3 separate regions of the Danio rerio genome follow, and regions 1 and 3 are each linked to region 2. Evidence: chromatin contacts called from public Hi-C and HiCAR-type data. All regions are on one chromosome and are shown on one strand. The core of a region is the stretch at or near the end of the contact, and the rest is flanking DNA. Distances in the headings are between cores, read along the strand shown. Region 1 overlaps si:ch211-285f17.1. Region 2 overlaps si:ch211-285f17.1. Region 3 overlaps si:ch211-285f17.1.

Region 1 (3,601 bases), core at 780-3,279, 130 kb after region 2:
AAGTACAGCAGGTATAGTTACAGAAGGTATATGGTTAAGAGCCATAACTGTCCTAATAATGCATATTATGAGATCAGCAGTCAGCAAATGTATTAGTAAAGAAGTTGTTAAAATGCAGTAATTAACAGAAAAGTATTTCAAATGACAAATTGTGACATTGGCTCAAAGTGAATTTAGCTTGTGAGTTTTGATTTTTTAAAATAAGATGAAATAACATGATTTAAATTAGTGGAAATGCATGTCATAATGAAATTAAAGGGATAGTTCACCACAAAAAAAAAAAAAAAAAAAAAGATTCTTCCATCATTTACTCACCTTCACTTTTTCAAAAGTTTCTTTCTTCTACTAAACACAAAATAAGATTTTCTGAAAAATGCTGATAGCTGCACTCATCCATTGTTTTTTTTTTTTTTTTTTTTTTATGAAAGTCGATGGGTCTAAGCTATCTTCAAAATATCTTCTTTTGTGTTAAAAAAAAAAAAACAATCATAATTTTTTTTTTGTCATTATTACGGCAAACTTATAGGGGGTCTCACAGGCAAAAATGGGAACCACTGACTTAAATCACCTTTCTTCCCCATTCCTCACTTTGAACTGCAGCAGATCGTCTTGACCATGTCTACATGCCTTAATGCATTGACTTGTTGCCATTTGTTTGGCTGATTAGAAATTTGCGTTAACGAGCAGTTGGTGAGTGTACATATAGTAGTTTCCAACTTTAGTATTCACCGACACTGTGATTTGAATAGGTGTACAGTAGTTATTTTTGATTTATTCAAACAATCTTTTACTTACTAGTTGTACAGTAAATTCTATTTTAATGACTGGATTATGTGTTTTCTGTTTTGTAGAAATGATAATGATCTCTGTATGGCCCGTCACATATATAACCATGAACCACTGAATGAATGAATGAACAATGAATTTTTGGCAATTGACAAAAATACACCCATAAAGCAATAGACTGCTTTTGTGGTACAGAGTAACATATAGTAAGATTTACAACCAGGTATTTTTATTATTTTATTATTATTTAAATAAATACATTTTACAGTTCATCTGATTGATTTATATTTTTATGATATAATATAATTGATATAATTTAAATTTGTTTCCCAGTGATGGGTTGCAGCTGGAAGGCCATCCACTGCATAAAACATATAGATAAGTTGGCGGTTCATTCCGCTAGAAATTGAATAAATTAAAGAATTTAAATCTAAATTGGAAATTAATATATTTTTTAATTTTTTTTTTTTTTTAATCAAATCTTGATCCACTATCTAGTATTATATGACAACAAAACATTGCTTTTAAATACTTTTTGAGGCCTCTACAAACACATCTATATTGTCATGTCTCTTGATACGACTCTCTAGCGCTCTCTAGAGTTTGGTTTACACATAATTACAAAACCATTTTGTACATACATCTGGAAGAAGTGATCTCTTCTGCCGTCACATCACAATGTCTTCCACAAAGTCAGAAAGCATTGAACTACACAAAAAAAAAAAAAAAAAAAAAAAAAATTCAAAGATGATTCCTTGGATTTACTTATTTTTTATGTTAAGTGGTTGTAAACAATTTGTTTGGGCTGAATTTAAACAAATAAATTAAGTTGAATATTATCAAATTTAATTAGCTTGCTTAAATTCAACAAAAACAAATTGTTTGCAACAGTTCTGCATGTAACACTTTTTTTCAGTTAAATGTATTTCTGTATTGAACTGTGTCCTATTCCGCAGCATCATGCAGAAAAACTGCAACAAAAATACAACAGTCAGAGTTTTGTCCAAACCAGAGGCAGACCAAACTGGGGAAAACTGGTTTTGTGTACAATTTTGCATTGCAGAAAAAAAAGAGAAAGATACAAAGTGCAAATCAATGGAAAAGCCGGGATGAAAGAATGATGATGTACCAAAAAAAAAAAAAAAAAAAAAAAAAGCTGTAATTTCTCTAATGGACGAAGGCTGCAGCAAATGATCTGATTCGCTGTCAATGACATCATCGGTACTACAGGCCACCTCCCAGTTGAACGATGTCATCAGCACTGAGGCATGTCAGTGCTGTAATGCAGCAGGACCTCAGAAACACACACACACTCTCATATACAAGAGCACAGGGAGAAATGAAAGAAAGATCGCTGTCCTCAATCCACATTTCTGTCCCATTTAACCCTGATCCAGTTTCTTACAATCCAGATTAAGTGTCCCGAAAGTCACAGGCCGCGAGCAGTCGAGCAGACGCACATCATCTCTTAATGCGCGTGTCATGCAAATCTGATTAACTCAAATGTCAACATCATCACAAGATTAGGAGTTATAAAACACATATTTACAAAGCATCATTTTTGTTTATGACGTCCAACGGCATCTTCTTAGAGTTTAATAATCGATTCAAAATACTTCTGTTAAACACAAATGGAAATGCTTCGGGTTATCATCACTGCAGTTCAAAATATAAAGTTAAAACCAGAAGTTTACATACACTGCATAAAAAGGCAAATAACCATTTTTAAAAAGTCAGATGTTAATGTGACTAAACTTTTTTCTTTTAAGTAAGTTAGGATTATCAAATTTGTTTCTGTTATGCTTAATAGCAGAATAATGAGAGATATTTTTTGAGAAACTTTTCTTGAAAGTTAAGTTTACAAACAATAAGATTATTATGCTTCTAACAAAGTTTAGATGATGGTGTCAAGGTTTCGGAAGTTTCTGATTGGCTAATTGGAAATATTTAAGTTAATTGGAGGTACAACTGTAGAATACTATTTAAGGAAAACCTCAAACACACTCCTTCTTTTTGTAACAACATGTGAAAATCAACAAGCCAGAATCAACAAAAAGCCAGATTGCAATTTGCTAAATCACATTGGGAAAAGAATAAGTTTTGGAGACATGTCCTGTGGTCTGATGGAACTAAGATTGAACTGTTTGGCTGTAATGATCAGTGTTACATTTGGAGGACAAAGGGGAAAGCTTACAAGCCTAGTAACACCATCCCCAACTGTGAAGTACTATATGGGGGTGGCAGCATCATGTTTTGGGGCTGTTTTGGTGCAGGAGGGACTGGTCCACTTCACAGCATAGATGGCATCATGAAGAAAGAACATTATGTAGAAATACCGAAGCAACATCTCAAGACATCAGCCAGGAAATTAAAACTTGGCCACAAAGGGGTCTTCCAAACAGACCATGACCCCAAGCATACTGCAAATTTAGTTAAAATGTGCTTTAAGGACAACCGAGTGAATGTTTTGGATTGTCCATCACAAAGCCCTAATCTCAATCCTATAGAAAATTTGTGGACAGAGTTTAAAACGCTTGCGCGAACAAGACAGCCTATAAATCTGATGCAGTTACACCAATTCTGTCAAGAGGAATGGGCCAAAATTCCTTCAAACTATTGGGAGAAGCTTATGGAAGGATACCCAAAACATTTGATCAAAGTTATACAGTTTAAAAGCCAAGGGAATGTATGTAAACTTTTGACTGTTTAGAAATTAATAAAAATTCTCCAAAATCTCTTATTATTCTGGCATTTAGCAAATATAAATCATTTAGTTAATTCTAATGGACCTAAAATAGTAAAAGTTTAGTATGAT
Region 2 (3,333 bases), core at 462-2,961:
TTTACTGTCATCATGGCAAAGATAAAATAAATCAGTTATTACAAATAGGTTTTTAAAACTCTTATGTTTAGAAATGTGCTGAAACAATCTTCCCTCCATTAAACAGAAATTGGGGAAAAAATAAACAGGGGCGCTAATAATTGAGGGGGGCTAATAATTCTGACTTCAACTGTATATATATATTTGTCCTGCAAGAAATCTTTCACATTGAATACAATGTGTAGTAATTAATATTTTATGAGGGGAAAAGTGCAAAAGCAGTGTTATTCTCTCTTTTTATAAAACCAGAAAAATAGAAAAGAGGAAATATTTGAGAGTGCCTCTAGAACAGGGGTGCCCAAACTCGGTCCAGTTTAGGTCCAACCCCAATCAGACACACTTGGGCTAGTTAATCAAGCTCTTACTAGGCTTTCTTCAAACATCCATGCAGGTGTGTTGGAGCAAAAATCTGCATTACACCGGCCCTCCAGGACCGAGTTTGGACACCCCTGCTCTAGAACCATGTATTTAAAAGAAGGCCACAAATATCTTTGAAACAACTGATCCTGAACAGATTTAGGCAGTACACACGTTGGTTTTTCAAGTTTTATGTGGACTTAGATATAATGCTTTTATACTGTTCAGACTGTATATTCTGCCCCCCCCACTCCAACCCCCAAGCGTCTGCCCCATCTCCGATGACACAATGTATTTTATACAGTAAGAAATATATATTAAACCCAACCCTCATTGAATTTGAACATTTTGGATGTGTAAAGACCCCCTTAAGCATGATTTTTAACAGTTTTGAATTATGAGGACATGTGGTTTGTCATTGTAATACCTAGGTCATACCCATGTCATCATACAAATTTTTGTTCTTGTAAATCACCAAAACCAGCACACACACACACACACACACACACACACACACACACACACACACACACACACACACACACACACACACACACACACACACACACGTTTGTTTTTGTGAAAAGTGGGGACATTACATAGGTTTCCATTCATTTTATACGGTCCAAATCGTATATTGTATTGCCCTCACTCCACCCCTAAACCCAACCATCACAGGAGACTGTGTGCAGCTTTACTCTCTGATTAAACTCATCCTGTAGGATTTATAAGCATTTTGAGAAATGAGGACGTCACCAATGTCCTCATATTTTACCTGCTTTTTGTAATGTGTCATACCCATGTTACTATACAGATTTGTGTCCTGATATGTCACAAAAACACGTACACACACACACACACACACAAACACACACACACACACACACACGTTGTTAAGTCTGGTTTATACTTCTGCGTTGAGCGATTGCCATGACCCACGGCGCACATTGTAAATGCAATATAGAGATGAATATGACTTAAGAAGGTGTGGTCGTATTTATTTTTTTAACATGCAAAAGTGTAGGTTGAGAATGTCAGCGTTCTCTCTGTTTGTACCTGCGAAGGTTGCTGAGTGTGTCAGTGAGGGTCCGGACTCTCTTTAACATGCTGTCCAGTTTGTGTGGCTCTTCTTTGAGGAACTTTACAGCCTCTACTTCAACCCTGAGCACTGAGCGCATGCGGGACTGAAGAGCCGGAAACTCACCTGCAAAAAAAATAAATAAATAAAAGAGGTTTCGCTATCAATCTGATTGTCGTCATCAGCTGGAAAACTGCTTGACATTTAAGCTTGTTGACACTTGTCTGCGTCATAAAATGTTTGATTGTAGTTATGTGGGCTTCCCCCCTCCCCCTGGAGGTGTGAAATATAAACTTATTTTGGAGAAAGGAGCTGTTTTATTGCTGCAAGAAGTGTCAAACTGGGTCAGAGTGTAATGTTTACGTTTATGTTTCTTTAAGAGCCATGTTGGGGGTTTCCCTTCAGCCCATGTATTCAGGAAGAGAGTTAAAGCGGTGTATAATCTGCTGTGATAACATCTTTATTATGATGGTGGATCTATCAAAGTTCACACCTTCAGGTACACGGCTGACATACATTTCTGCAAGTTGCATTATAATACATGTGTGGGCAGGTGTAAAACTGAAAAATATGAAACTTCCTGTTAAAAGGGAAGTTTTGAAACATGCTATACGATAAGAAAGCAAAGTCCTGTTGCTTAATTCAACATATTATTTCTCTATGATGCTTTACAATATATTTGAGCATATGCATTAGTGCAGTGGTTCTCAAAGTGGGGGTCGCGAGACAATAAGGGGGGAATCGCTTGGTGATTTAAAAAAATCTCATATATTTTATTAAACTATTAGAACTTTCATATTTTATCCTTAACCTGCAGAATATAAAAACTAGGGCTAATTATTTTTAAGTTATATTAAATATATTATATACTTAATATTTAATAGTTACTTTAAAAAAAACAAATTTAAATAAAAAGTCATTGGCCTTTAATTTTTTTTTTTCCATTGAATTGCGACCCCTGGGCCCGGTTTTTCAAAAGTAATCCACTAGGATTTTGGATAAGGGATTGGATCAAATCTTGAAAATGGGTTTTTCAAAGGAAAAAACGGATTACCTAATCGGATTAGATCACGTAATCTAATCTTGGTTTTGATCCGGATCAAACCTTTACTTTGGGTTTTTCAGACCTTTTTTGTAGGATCTGGATCACTTTGATCCAAAAAACCTGGATTAAACTGATCCCACCAGAAAGGTGGATTTAGTGTGGATTTCATGCCCAAAATGTAATAAAAACTTAAAAATTTTATTAAATAATACTATTTTTGGATCACACATTATCTTACGAGATATACTATTGATTCATAAGGTTTTAATTTTATTTGTTCATCCATCAGGCTGTAGTGATTATTGGCTTTAACGTATTCAGCCTTTCAGTATAGGCCTACAGCAGGGGTCAGCAACCCGCAGCTCTAGAGCCGCATGCGGCTCTTTAGCGCTGCCCTTGTGGCTCCCTGGAGCTTTTTCAAAAATGTTTGGCTCAAAAATGTTTGAAAATGCAAAAAGATGGGTGAGGTTAATATATTTTTTTGTTTTAATATAATTTCTATAGGAGGACAAACATTTTTAACGTTTTCAAATGCTGCCAAAGTGTGTAGAATTAATATTTAATTTCAACATTTCTGTCAACGAAGATTTGCGTCATAGCCTGCGACACACGTTTCTATCAGCAGGGTGGGATGCCAGGCAAGTGGCTGTTGTAAACAAACCAGGAGATTATAAAGCATGGAAAACCGTTCAAAGATGGTATGACATATTAGAACACCTATTTGCAAACTTTAAAAACAAAACCAAGATAATACAAAAAAATAAAGATATACCTTTCTCCACTAAGACAGTGAAGGAAAGGGCTATTAAAATGG
Region 3 (3,663 bases), core at 566-3,065, 210 kb after region 2:
TACTCTGGACATTTTTTCAATGCAAATAAGTCAGATGTTGGTGACACTTCCTGAAAATGCTCAAGACAGCACTGTGTACTATTTGCAGAGCCATTTGAAAACTACAGCAAAGTTAGACATCACTGCATTTAGTGAGGTATCTGAGTACAAGACACTGAATATGTATGTTTCACATTTTACTGTATATGCTCATTGCAATTCTAATTTATTCACAGCATTGTGCAAAAGAATAAATACAGCCTTATTTACAACAAACATAAGCTTCCTTTGGGTAAAGCTGGGCACAACTGTAAACAATATTGCAGAACATATTGGAACTGAACCTACAACACAGGTCTGTAAATCATTCATGAAATTGTTTAATTTAGAAGACATTTCCAGAAAAATAAATATTTCTTTTATTTTTTTTATATATAGAATTTGCTAGACAAATTTTGACAACTAGTTCAACATTTTTGTCTGTAATGACTCAAGTAATGAAATGAGGACTATTAGTTTTATATTGAATGACTATTCAGCATTTACAAGTTTAGTTTAATTTTGACAGACATGACATAAGCAAATGATAATGTTATAAACAGCAGAAAGTTGTATGAAAATAATTGATGCATGTCCAAAAGCATCTGCAATGTGTTGGAAGGAATGAGAAACTGCTACTAGGATGTGCACAAATGACTAGTTGTTTTGAGAAATGCATTAACTGTTGTGCAAATGTAAATAATGTTGTGAGAAATGCACCAAAGCGACTGAGAAAAACAGTTGTATTTAATTTTGGAAGGTGTGTGGGGAAAGACCATGACAATGAAAAGAACAGAAATTAATAAAAATTCATGATCATATTATTCAGTTGTTCATCTGTGGTTTATTTGTTTGTTCATTCGTTCATTCGTTTATTCATTTATTCATTCATTCATTCATTCCTCCGTTCGCCCGTTCATTTGTTCGTTCATTCATTTATTCAGTCATTTATTCATTTATGAAATTTAATGAAATGTTTTGTAACATTAGAAATGTCTTCTTTTATTTCTGCAATGCATTTTAATTAAATAACATTTTAAATTTCTTTTTATTTTTTTATTTTACTTACCCCACATTTCTAAATTACAGTAAATATATAAACACACATACATACAATTGTTTTGTTGTTTTGTCTGTAAAGAAATTTTATTTCTATTTTATCAATTAATTCATATGATACACATAACTAAACAATTATGTAACCGAAAATAAAAAACAGACATTCTTTTGCCAAAAAAAAATAAACAAAAAAAAAAAAAAAATATATATATATATATATATATATATATATATATATATATATATATATATATATATATATATATATATATATATATATATACTCAAGAAATAAATTTACATTAACCATGTACAACTTAATAATCAAGTGCATGCCAAGCAACTGCCATTGAGATGAATGGGAATTTTAAAATCTGGCTGTGAATCCAGACAGATTGCATCTTGCCATTTTGAGACAGTTCCAGGTTATTTTTTTGTCAGTTATATAAATCAAACGGTCCCTGAATGGCCCACAGCAGTGCCATCTGAGACTCAAGACTCTCTTGTATGTCTTTGTTCTTATACAGTGCACTGGTTAGTTCAGGTTCATCCTCTATGTCTCTCTGTCTTTCTCTCTTCTTTTTCCCCAGAACAAACACAGGCTATTTTTCTTGGCCCTCTCAGCACACAGCTGGCTTATGTTAATTTGCAATTATTCCACCGTCCAAACCATCAGAATGGATTTTAAAAGGTCACTGCAGTGAGTGTGTGAGCTGCTATAAAAGCCAGGGTCAGTGCTCAGTCTGAGGGAGACTAGCATAACCATTAGCATGAGCACTAAAACACTGCGCCTGGAGTCAAACAAGGGGAAGAGGGCACACTGAGTCATCGCTTTTTACTCTCTTTTCTCCCATTTACGGGCTGTTAATAAAATGAATTAAACTGTGTGTTTTCAGGGGGTAAGGTGAGTGAGTGTGCTATCTGATGTGCTGATTCGGGCCTAACCTGGTCTTAGGACCCAGTGCTGATAACACTAATGGAAATTATGCCGAAAGATCAGTTTGGAGCATTTGTGTGCAGAATGTGAATTAAGAGACCACGTCTCATTTGAAAACTAAGATAATGATATAATTTGGTCTGCTGACTTCTGACACTAGGAATGAATAATGACACAAAGTACAGTGCAATATGTGCTAAATATGTGCAAAAAATACAGTGCGTAAATATTAAAGTTGTATATAATTAAATATTGCAGTAGGTGATTGTCTTCAGAAACATTTTTTGTTGTGCTGGTTGAAAGTGTCTTTACAGTAAATGATCTAAATGTGTTTGTATGTATTTTTATATTCTGGGTAAAGCATAAAACTAAAAAATGTTCATCCAATTAAATAGAGTCGGACCGTCATCTCCCTTAATTCCGATAGGCAGGTCAGACTGTCTGTCAGCAAATGTAGATTCCGACTTCTGCGCATCTGTTCACGCAGATCCGCCATTAGCGCGTGCGCGACTGCATCACAAACGCATGCGCTCCGAGCGAGCTGCGGGCCGCTCGCAGATGCAGAGTCGGAGCCGGAGGCGCCGCAGGACAGCCGAGCTCGGGCCGATTACTGTAAAGCCAATATAAATATAATTCGCCCTTAAAGGGGCTGCGCGGTCACGAGACGGACCAGGAGAAATCAAAAGCTGAATTGAAACTTTTAAAAACCTGAATCAATATTGGAGTTACTTTAGCACGCTGGAGGAAGAAGGACGACACCATGGCTGAAGTATTACTGTTAGACTGGTAATGTTCTGTTTTGAAACTATTTTATGTTAGATTGTGTTTTGTTATGAATGACTTGTATGCACAGACGTGTTGTTCAGCCGCTAAAATCTCCCGGTGAAAGATCGATGTGATTATTTTCAGTTTCATTAGGTTCTTTGACAGCATCTATAATGTAGATTTATATTTAGTTTAACAACAAAACACCAGTAAATAGCGCTATTCCGCCTATTATTGAGCTGAAGTTGCTTTTATATTCACATTGGGTCATTTTTGAACAATGACAGCCTTCCTATACTGTCTACCATGCTACTCTGAATATTCGCTCTGAAATAGCATGTAAGTGTGGCAAAGTATTTCATGTAATTCCTGCATGGCGCTGGCACTAACTGGCCAATGACATGAACTAGTGGGTTGTCTGTCGGTTGTTGTGACGCGGTGCGCGCGCTCGCGATTTCAGGGGGTGTGGCTTTAAATCACAGTCCCTCCCCGCCGTCCAAAGATAATATGCTAAGCGGTTAGCATTTTGGCAGATCACCTACTGCACCTTTAAGACCACCTTAAATTTTTTTCTCTCTTTGTTATATTGCAGACATTTGATAAAATCATTTAAGTCCATTCTTTCAACACATATTGACAGAAAAACACAGAATTGTTGACATTTTTGCAGATTTATTAAAAAAAGAAAACCTAAAATATCACAAGGTACTAAATGTTCAGACCCTTTGCTGTGACACTCATATGTACCTCAAGTGCTGTCCATTTCTTCTGATCATCCTTGAGATGGTTCTACACCTTCATGCAAGTCCAGCTGTGTTTGATTATACTGATTGGACTTGATTAGGAAAGCCACACACCTGTAAGACCTTACAGCTCACTATACA

Evidence for each region. Hi-C and Micro-C count contacts between places; a contact is called where the count stands out from the background. HiCAR-type assays count read pairs that join an accessible place to other places.
Region 1: a HiCAR-type map of caudal fin shows a contact between it and region 2, with 8 times the contacts expected there. The contact joins two enhancer-like sites. A contact is called at or near these places in 2 of 18 Hi-C or Micro-C datasets (caudal fin and an unstated tissue) and 1 of 4 datasets of contacts at active chromatin or transcription factors (caudal fin).
Region 3: a Hi-C map of an unstated tissue shows a contact between it and region 2, with 4 times the contacts expected there. The contact joins two enhancer-like sites. A contact is called at or near these places in 2 of 18 Hi-C or Micro-C datasets (caudal fin and an unstated tissue).

The regions. Positions count from the first base shown.
Region 1 is chr24:9,788,584-9,792,184 of GRCz12tu, reverse strand. The region is part of intron 1 of si:ch211-285f17.1; the gene reads right to left. Among named protein-coding and RNA genes, the nearest start is that of si:ch211-285f17.1, 130 kb to the right of the region's middle. Within about 2 kb of position 2,029, at least 13 of the 62 cell types and tissues checked have an H3K27ac peak or open chromatin away from gene starts, as enhancers often do. A contact at or near this core is called in caudal fin, where this site is marked.
Region 2 is chr24:9,918,174-9,921,506 of GRCz12tu, reverse strand. si:ch211-285f17.1 reads right to left here. Exons shown (of 17, transcript XM_073941543.1): 11 at 1,453-1,600. LOC141380824 (a long non-coding RNA gene) reads left to right here. Exons shown (of 2, transcript XR_012399716.1): 2 at 1-121. Among named protein-coding and RNA genes, the nearest start is that of si:dkey-96n2.3, 33 kb to the left of the region's middle. Within about 2 kb of position 1,711, at least 4 of the 62 cell types and tissues checked have an H3K27ac peak or open chromatin away from gene starts, as enhancers often do. A contact at or near this core is called in caudal fin, where this site is marked.
Region 3 is chr24:9,709,208-9,712,870 of GRCz12tu, reverse strand. The region is part of intron 1 of si:ch211-285f17.1; the gene reads right to left. Among named protein-coding and RNA genes, the nearest start is that of si:ch211-285f17.1, 55 kb to the right of the region's middle. Within about 2 kb of position 1,815, at least 5 of the 62 cell types and tissues checked have an H3K27ac peak or open chromatin away from gene starts, as enhancers often do.